Linked DNA regions of Danio rerio: all the other regions are linked to region 1. A link is a contact called in public HiCAR-type and Micro-C data. All regions are on one chromosome and are shown on one strand. Each heading gives the region's core, a stretch centred on a gene start, on an enhancer-like site or on the middle of the called end of the contact. The rest is flanking DNA. Distances are from core to core; before and after follow the strand shown. Region 1 holds the start of LOC562542. Region 2 holds the start of trim65 (tripartite motif containing 65). Region 3 holds the start of bccip (BRCA2 and CDKN1A interacting protein).

Evidence for each region. A called contact is a pair of places that touch in the nucleus more often than the background predicts. HiCAR-type assays count read pairs that join an accessible place to other places.
Region 2: a contact with region 1 is called in a HiCAR-type map of caudal fin, with 8 times the contacts expected there. The contact joins the promoter of trim65 here to the promoter of LOC562542 in region 1. A contact is called at or near these places in 1 of 18 Hi-C or Micro-C datasets (caudal fin) and 1 of 4 datasets of contacts at active chromatin or transcription factors (caudal fin).
Region 3: a Micro-C map of caudal fin shows a contact between it and region 1, with 8 times the contacts expected there. The contact joins the promoter of bccip here to the promoter of LOC562542 in region 1. A contact is called at or near these places in 2 of 18 Hi-C or Micro-C datasets (caudal fin and hematopoietic stem cells) and 2 of 4 datasets of contacts at active chromatin or transcription factors (caudal fin and embryo).

What each region holds. Positions count from the first base shown.
Region 1 is chr12:47,752,825-47,756,003 of GRCz12tu, reverse strand. It overlaps LOC562542, which reads left to right and starts at 1,795. Exons shown (of 5, transcript NM_001327878.1): 1 at 1,795-2,032.
Region 2 is chr12:47,492,440-47,495,545 of GRCz12tu, reverse strand. It overlaps trim65 (tripartite motif containing 65), which reads left to right and starts at 1,840. Exons shown (of 8, transcript XM_001920366.7): 1 at 1,840-1,966. mrpl38 (mitochondrial ribosomal protein L38) reads right to left here and starts at 1,776. Exons shown (of 9, transcript NM_212945.1): 1 at 1,691-1,776; 2 at 553-738. The coding sequence starts at 703.
Region 3 is chr12:47,450,141-47,453,082 of GRCz12tu, reverse strand. It overlaps bccip (BRCA2 and CDKN1A interacting protein), which reads left to right and starts at 1,300. Exons shown (of 7, transcript NM_001013475.2): 1 at 1,300-1,493; 2 at 1,613-1,687; 3 at 1,775-1,855. The coding sequence starts at 1,362.

The DNA of each region.
Region 1 (3,179 bases), core at 546-3,045:
AAATACAGCGAGATGTTGCTTCCGCCTCCTCAGTGATTTCCTACAAGCCATTTCCTGGCCATTCCTTCAATTCCCAGCAGTCCGAGGGCTCTCCAGAGTGACTGCCCCGCAAACCCCCTACAACCCACCTCTACTGGTAAATTCCAGGCCCTCCATCCATTCTCCTGGCTCTCAAGTATAAGACTTTGATATTTCTTGAGGTTGCATTAATGTGCCTCCATTCTTTCCTCCCAGGGTATTGTAAGTTCTGTAAGCACCACCAGTTCGGTGCTACTAGACCAGAGGACAATATCTGGTCTGAGGCTAGTGTGTGCTATTTCTTCTGGGTATTTAATGCACAATAATATAATGTAGAGGACATCACAAATAGAAGTCTGTAAAATAATAAAAAAAATGTACTGGCAGTTTATTACAAGGTTGTTGTAGTGTAACATACAAACCAAGCCAGACAATATAGCACTGCAAACTAATAAACATGTTTATAATTGTTTCTTTTTTTTTTTTTTTGCTTTACAAGGTTAAAAGTTGTTGGAAGAAAGATCAAGATCCTATAATGCAATTCAACAGTAGAAATAAATGTGCAAAAATAAAAACAAAATACAAAAGCTGCCAATTCACAGATAGTTTACAGTGCTTCATGGTAATCTAATAATCTAATATAAATAGTTGACTACAGTATACTGCAGTTTATGTAGTTATTTTATTTTTTGTAAGGGAAAGTTAAGCTAAAAGGACAGTTCAACCATTAATGCCAATTAACTCACCATTTACTCACCCTTTACTTGTCCCAATGAGTTTCTTTTTCTATTAAACACAAAAGACTTTTTGAAGAAATCTGAAAACTTCTAACCACTGACTTAGTAGGAAAAACTAAAGCTATTCAAGTCAATAGTTACAGGTTTCCAGTTTTCTTTAAAATACCTTCTTTAGTGCCTTCATTAAAAGAAAGAAACTCAAACATGTTTCTTAAAGAGCTTCTGAACTATTCCTTCATGTTTTGCGAAATAAAGAATTATGCAATAATTGTGTAGAACCTGTCACCACTGACCTCCATTTCTACTGTGGAAGTCAATGGTTACAGGTTTCAAATTTTTTTTCAAAATATCTTCTTTTGCACAGTTTCTTTCTTATGCTGAATAAAAAACAAGATATTTAGAAAAATGTTTAAAACCTGTAACCATTGACCCCCATATTATTTGTTTTTCCTACTGTGGAAGTCAATGGTTACAGATTTCTAACATTTTTCAAAATACCTTCTTTCATACAGTTTCTTTCTTATGCTGAACATAAAAGAAGATATTTAGAAAAATGCAGAAAACCTGTAACCATTGACCTCCATCCCTACTGTGAAAGTCAATAGTTACAGGTTTCTAACATTTTTTTTATATCCTCTTTTGTAGAGTTTTTTTCTTATGTTGAACAAAATGCTAGAAACCTGTAAAATTGGCCTACATACTATTTGTCTTTTTCTACCGTGGAAATCAATGTTTGCAATTTTCTTACATTTTTCAAAATATCTTCTTTCGTACAGTTTCTTATGTTGAACAAAAAAGAAGATAATTATTTTCTTAAAAATCGTCTGGACTATTCCTTCATGTTTTGCGAAATAAAGGATTATGCAATAATTGCATTGCATTCTTCTGCCAGCAGAGAGCGTGTCATGCTGTCAAATAAATGTTTGACCCCTCTTGCGTCTGTTCAGTGTTCACCAAATGCTCACTTTCTTCATTCGCATGTCGTGGACAAGAGTTTCTCCATTACTGGAGTGCATTGACCGAGTCACACACTACGAAGTCCCGTGTAGTTTTACACGGGAGTCCAGTCTATTTTTGTAAGAGCAGTGTTATACTATTTTACTACTACTTTAATACTATTCGCCTATAAAAGAAATATTAGGCCGACTAAAAAAATCCAATGACATGTGACGTATGATATGATCTGAAAGTGAAAGTCTGTAGTTATAACCTTGTGGATTATCTCTGGAGAGTCAATCTGGAATGAACTCAGGACTGTAAAGACGCAGAGACTGTAGGTGAGTACAAAATCCAGATGGTGAAAAATCTTTACGTGGCAACTCTGCTGTTTACGCCTGTACGGTATTTACTAAGAATGCATGACATTTTACATCAATATAAGCCATTGCATGCGTGTTTTAAGCATTTTACTGATAAAACGCCGTTTATTATAGACATTATTCGTCTGATGTTGTAGAGTATTTAATTTATAGCGTTTCTTCATTTACATTGAGGTAAATTAGATTTTATTTTAGCTCATTCCTTCATTTTAATGTTTCCTATATTGTTTACCACGCTATATTAGATATGTCTGAAATCGCATGACTTAAAAACAACATTAGCACTTTTTATCTTAATTGTATGTAAACTTTGAGATATAATTTAGAATTTACAAAGAATACTTTACTATTAAGGAAAAAGTCTGAATGTGCAAATATAAACCGACTTCACCTCAAACTTGTGTACAACATGTGGAAAATACGTTTCATTATTTTATGAATGAGTGTTTTGCTTTCTTTATTATTCATCTTGTGGTTTGCGGTTGTATCTGTCACATATGAGTCATTTCAACGCTTCTAAATGAATGTGCGGCTTACTGTATTGTAAACTCTCGATTTTTAATACGATTGAAGAGATAGGTCACCCGAATGGAAAATGCTGTCATCATAATTTGCTAATCATTCACTTGTCGCAAACCTGTTTCAGTTTCTTTCTTCTGTTGAGACGAAACAAGATATTTAGAAAAATGCGCATTATAACTTGTAACCATTGCAATTCATAATATTTGTTTTGTCTACTGTGAAAGTCAATAATTACAGGTTTCCTTACTGTGGAAGTCAATAGTGACAGGTCATATATATTTTAAATATCTTCTTTCTTCAAATATTTCTTTCTTATGTTGAAGAAAAAAGAAGATATTTTGACAAATGTTAGAAACCTGTAAATATAGTATTTTCTTTCCTACTGTGGAAGTCAATGGTTACAGGACTCTATAATTTTGCAAAATGTATTCTTTTTTTTTTTTTTTTTTTTTTTGAAGAAAAAAGAAGATATTTTTAAAAAAAATGATAGAAACCTGTAAAAAAACGCCTTTATAAGATTTGTTTTTCTTACTGTGGATATCAATGGTGATGGGTCAAATTCTTCAAAATATCTTCTTTTGTA
Region 2 (3,106 bases), core at 591-3,090, 260 kb after region 1:
TGCGATATCTAGTGTATATATCTATGACAACTGTTGATCTGCTCCTGAGCGCTGCGTTTGCCCTTTAAGGTGCAAAGATGCATTCTGCGTAAATGTCTCCTAAATCCGTGCACGTGGTAAGGATTTTGCAGTGAAAACAATGATAATGTATGCACTACAGTGAACTCCAAACAAACTCTCGTCTCCTCCACCAGCTGTGGGAAAAGAAATTAGAACGACACAGATCACTGTGTCCTATTCATGCCAGAGTCCTGCAAAAAAAAAGTGGTAATTTATTTGTAACTTTATTTATTTATGGTTTGGTTATGGGTAAAGCAAGACCATTTGGGTCAGGTAGTGAAAACGATAGGCTACAATTAATTAATTCCTTATGAATTAATTGATAATTGATACGACGATGGAATAGTCCATCGTGATGTTTCACATTAGACATCGTACGACGCCAAATTGGTCAACATTGCTCAACCCTAGAACAAATCTCTCTGTTGGACAGAAAAATATGAAAGAATGATCATTTAACAGAAGGGCGAATAATTCTCCCTTCATCTGTACCTTGTTTGGTCTGGTCCTGTGTGTGTTTCCTGTAGGTTTTCCACCAAACATCTTTCAGGTCGGCCTCTTCTGCTGCCCGTATATATCGAGTGTAGCTGCGATATTTCTCCAGAGAGTCCAGCTGAGTGCTTTTGATGTCCTCATTGGGCATCGGACCCAGAGGAGCCGCCCGCCGACTTAGGACAGCTGCAGGAAAGTCAACACAGCATTTAGTTTTAACATAAAAGAAATAAGACTTAATAATAATAATAATAATAATAATTTAAATAAAAATACATATTTGTTGTAGAAAAAAAATTGTTATAATAAAAAATATATTTAAACAAATTATAATAAAAATATATTAAAACAAATATATTAATATTTTGTGTAAATACATAACAATAACAATTATTTTGAATAAGGTAATAAAACATTCATCTTTTACTTTATTAATAACATTACATTTTTAGAAATGTTAAATGCAAAATAATGCAATGCTATAATAATGTTGCTATACAAATATAAGAAACAGCAAAAAAAAAATTTTGTGTAATTGTGTAAAGTCCCATTAATGTTGCATAATAAAAACCAATATACAGACAAATATAGCAATATTATTGTAAAAGTATCAATATAAAAGCTTAATATATAATATTAAATATACTGTAATAATATTTCATTATAAATATCAAATAAACAACTATAATAATACAAAGTCGTAACAATATTAAAACGATGTAATACAAATAAAATTATCAGCATTATAATATTATTATCAGAAATGTATCAATATAAAACTCAAATATATAATATAATAAGATATTACAAATATTGTAATAATATTTTGCTATAAATATTAAACTGCCATAAATGTTATAACGTTGTAATAAAAATGCCACAATAATCATATAACATTAATTTTTAGACCAAATGTGAGATATGCAGCGGCTCAAAAAGCTTATAGACACACGAAAATTAATGAAAATAGATACTAATAAATAAATTATCGGTTAAATGATGAAATCAGAGTGTGTCTAAACAGGTAAAGGTCATTCATAACAGCAGACACGCGCGCGTGCACAATCAGCTGCGGCTTAACTAATTATTTTACTAATTAGCTGCTCAATAAATTAAATCTCCGTTCATTATCGCTCACCGGTGGACCGGAGGCCCCGGGAGTGCCGTTTCAGTCCCGCATCCACCGCCGCCCGCAGCAGGACGCACGACAATCCGCGCGCCGCCATGATGAACCGAACCGGCGACGCTCAGTGACGTCAGAAAACAAGTGTGCGTACGCGTCACCACGTCAATGCGCGCCTGCGTATGGAAAAAGGCGACGAGTTTCACCCATGAGAGAAACCCGAGAAACCCAATAACGCTCAGGAATCGGGATTATTTCACATTTCTGCACAACCGATGAGTAAATGTTCATGTGGGTTTAATTAAAAAGGAGTTTTATATATTAATGATTAATGTCTAGCTTTAAAAATCGGTCTTATGTAGCGTCGATGTGGGGTCAGGTGGAGTTTGTTTATTTACTGATTATCGATGTTATGAATTCACTGAATTAGCTTTTGGCTTTAATTCCTAAGTCGAATGTATTTTATTTGCTCATGTAATTGTCTAAATGTAGATAGCAGTTGAAATTAAACAGACTTAATTCAAGAAATATGACATACATGCTCAAATATATATCTATCTGTCTGTATATATGTAACATGTCTGTGTATTTAATCCATTTGTTTGTCTTTCTATTTATGTTTCTATCAATTTATATATTTGTCTGTCTAGCTAGCTATAATATCTATCTATCTATCTATCTATCTGTAAGTTAATGTCTGTATATTTAATCCATTTGTTTGTTCTTCTATTTAGTATCTGGCTACGATTTCGGTCTGTCTGTCTATCTATCAATAAGTTAATGTCTATATTTAATCTATTTGTTTGTCTTTCTGATTATGTATCTATACTCTATAACTATTTCTATCTATCTGTATATCTAAACACCTGTGTATCCATCAGTCTATTTGTTTATCTGTCTGTTTATTTGTTGATGTATAGTATTTATGTAGCTGTCTGTCTATCAATCTGTATTGTCTGTCCAGGGTTAAACGCTAAGGATATTTTCTACTGGCCCGATTGGACCAGTGGTTCAGATTTTTACTTGCCCTGCCAAAATTTTCACAGACTCCACACCCAAAAAATAATCATACTTATTAGCCACATATTTTTAATAATAGGTTTAAAAATAATGTCTGTCAATCAAAAATGTACATATTTTCATTCATTCATTCATTTTCTTTCCGGCTTCATCCCTTTATTAATCTGGGGTTGCCACAGCAGAATGAACCACCAACTTATCCAGCATATGTTTCACGCAGTGGATGCCCTTCCATCTGCAACCTATCACTGGGAAACATCCATACATACTCATTCACATACTCATACACTACGGACAATTCTGTAGCTTACCCAATTCGCCTATAACGCATGTCTTTGGACTTGTGGGGGAAACTGGAGCACCCGGAGGAAACCCACACCAACATGGGGAGAACATACAAACTCCAAACGG
Region 3 (2,942 bases), core at 51-2,550, 300 kb after region 1:
ACAGCTAGTTGGTTTATTAAGCTAGTAGTGTTAGTTTCAGTGTTTTTTAATACTGTGAATTGTGACCTAAACTAAAATGTTGCCAAATATAAACTGGTAAAAAGTATATTATTCATTCATTCATTCATTTTCTTGTCGGCTTAGTCCCTTTATTAATCCGGGATCGCCACAGCGGAGTGAACCGCCAACTTATCCAGCAAGGTTTTACACAGCGGATGCCCTTCCAGCCGCAACCCATCTCTGGGAAAGAATTCATTATTATTGTATTATTATTTTTATTATTATTATTATTATTTTTATTATTATTATGTTTAATTTTTTTTTATTGAAATGGCCAAATTGTGACAGAAAAGTTAAATGTGCTGGCCAGTTTGTTTTTGTCTAATAAATGACAGTAGGCTGCAGTTTTTTTTTACTTTAAAACTTTAACAGATTGCTATTTTTTTCTAATGATATATGATGTAATAAATTTGTATTTTAATAATTAGTCTTGTTTTATTTTTTCTTTATAGCAAGTTTTTATGAAATATTTTTTGTACATCAAAAAGTGTGGTTATGATGACATCTGACTAGCTAATCCAGCAACAACAACAAAAAAAAAATCACTAAAATGCAGTATTTAAATCTTATAGTTAAATAGAAACTGAGGCGTATAACTGCAAAAAAAAGAAAAAAAGAACCACCCCTTTCACCAGGCAAGAAATGGATGAATGAATGAATGAATGAATGAATGAATGAACGAACGAACGAACGAACGAACGAACGAACGAACGAATGAATGAATGAATGAATGAATGAATGAATGAATGAATGAATGAATGAATGAATGAATGAATGAATGGACAGATAGGCCGATAACGAATAGACTAATAGGTAGACGCATTAAAGTTACTAGTGGAATATATTATCTTGACTTGTAAGACAAAAACTTAAGTAAGAGAGAAACTTATTTATTTCATCGAAGGTTTGTTCTAACAGGTACCATCGACGTTTGTTTTGAAAATTACGTAATATATAATTCATTTCTGAAGTAACTCCAACATCACGACAATATTTATCTTTCTTTATTAACCAAAATTACTATCTGGCACTTAAATCAATACAATTGTTTATTCAAAAGTAATAAATCATTTTCATGCAGCACCCCTCTGTAAAAAAATATGGTATCTTCTGCTTCTTAAGATCGTGAGCTGGAAAAGACGCCATTTTGGATCTTGAGTATGGCGTGTTTGCGCCCGCGACTTTGTGTCTACAATGAGCCAAAATGTCCGATTAGACTCCTCAGTTTCCTAGCATGTAGACGACACAAAACGTCGCCGTGCGCGAGCTCGTGTCTGTTTCCTGTACACTAGTGAAGCAGCATGGCTTCATCTGCCAAAAGGCGTGCTGTTGAAACTGGACAAAATCCACAAGACAGCGACGAAAGCTCGGACGAGGGTCTGGAAGACTCTGGCGACGACGACAGCGAAAATTCAGAAGAAGAAGTAAACGAGGTAAGTTCCTATCCGAACTGTTTTTGCGAGCAGAAATGTCGTGATGTGCAGGCCATGCTGGCTCTGTCTGAAAAACACGTTGTTTTATGACCAACACACGTGTTTTGGTCTGCATTTAGGAGGTTATTGTGGACTTCGAAGCACACACGATCTCTGACAACGACTTTCACGGCATCAAAACCCTTCTTCAACAGGTAACGTCGGTTTATTGCAGATTATGTGGTGATTATATGAGTGTTAATTTATGAATGCAGACATAAATGTGTGTTGTTGTTTTGCAGCTGTTTCTGAAGTGTCACGTGAACACTTCTGACCTCACTGACATCATCATCCAGCAGAACCACATCGGCAGTGTCATCAGGGTAATACACTTTCATTTACCCCCCAAAATAGCTTAAATTTTACTGGTCATAACTGTGTATTTCATTCAGTTTAGATTTATTTTATGTCCATGTAGCGTACTTTTTAAATTAAGAGCCAAAAAGAAAAGAAGTAGGTACAATAATGTAAATAACGGAAAAATAAAATAGTAATGGAACAAACAGAAGTTGTAAATGGGGAAAAAGGGATTAAAATGATCAAACATATTTATATAAACACAAATAATACATCTTACTAGAGAAAATATGTACTTTGTATATTCACTACATACATTTTTTAACAAGCATGTTCACTATAATGTAGTAAAGGTTTACTATTTGCATCTGTTTTTAAGGCCTGACCAGGGGCGGACTGGGACAAAAATTCAGCCCTGGCACTGTAGCCACATCAGCCCACATTACCACACCAGCATAGCCCCACCCACGGACACGCACATTCACTATTTATTTTGATGTACAGATGGTGAAATAATGACATTCTTGCCATATTTTGATTGCGTCCGGGTAACCTCGGATTGGGTCAGCCCATCTTGAAATCAGGCGGCCGTCATAATTGGTCCAAATGCTTAACATTTATTATTATTATAATTATTAACATCATCATCATAATATCACATCTAGCAAGAGATAAAAGCTGCCTCCACGTAAAAACAATACATTTAAATAAAAACTGAACGACCCACATTTAAAAATTGGTCCAGCCCTTCTGGCATTTGCCAGAATTGCCAGATGGCCAGTCCGCCCCTGGGCCTGACAGTGTTCAAAGTATTCAGGCAAAGAAAATTTAGCATTTGTAACATTTGATTATTGAAATTATGAACCTGAACACTCCCTGAAATCCCTAAAACAGTTTATTTCACTTTTATTTTTACTTTTAATTTATTTTTTGACATTTTTATGGATAATTCACTTCCCTACAGAATCATTTCACATATTCTAAACTAATAAATTATTTCTAAATAGCAGTTTTCAAAACCGCCCAATCTGGCAACACTGAATATTGATGTTGAGCAATATACCGTGCAGCTCTACTGTAAATGTTTAATATATTTAAAACTCATTTGTATAA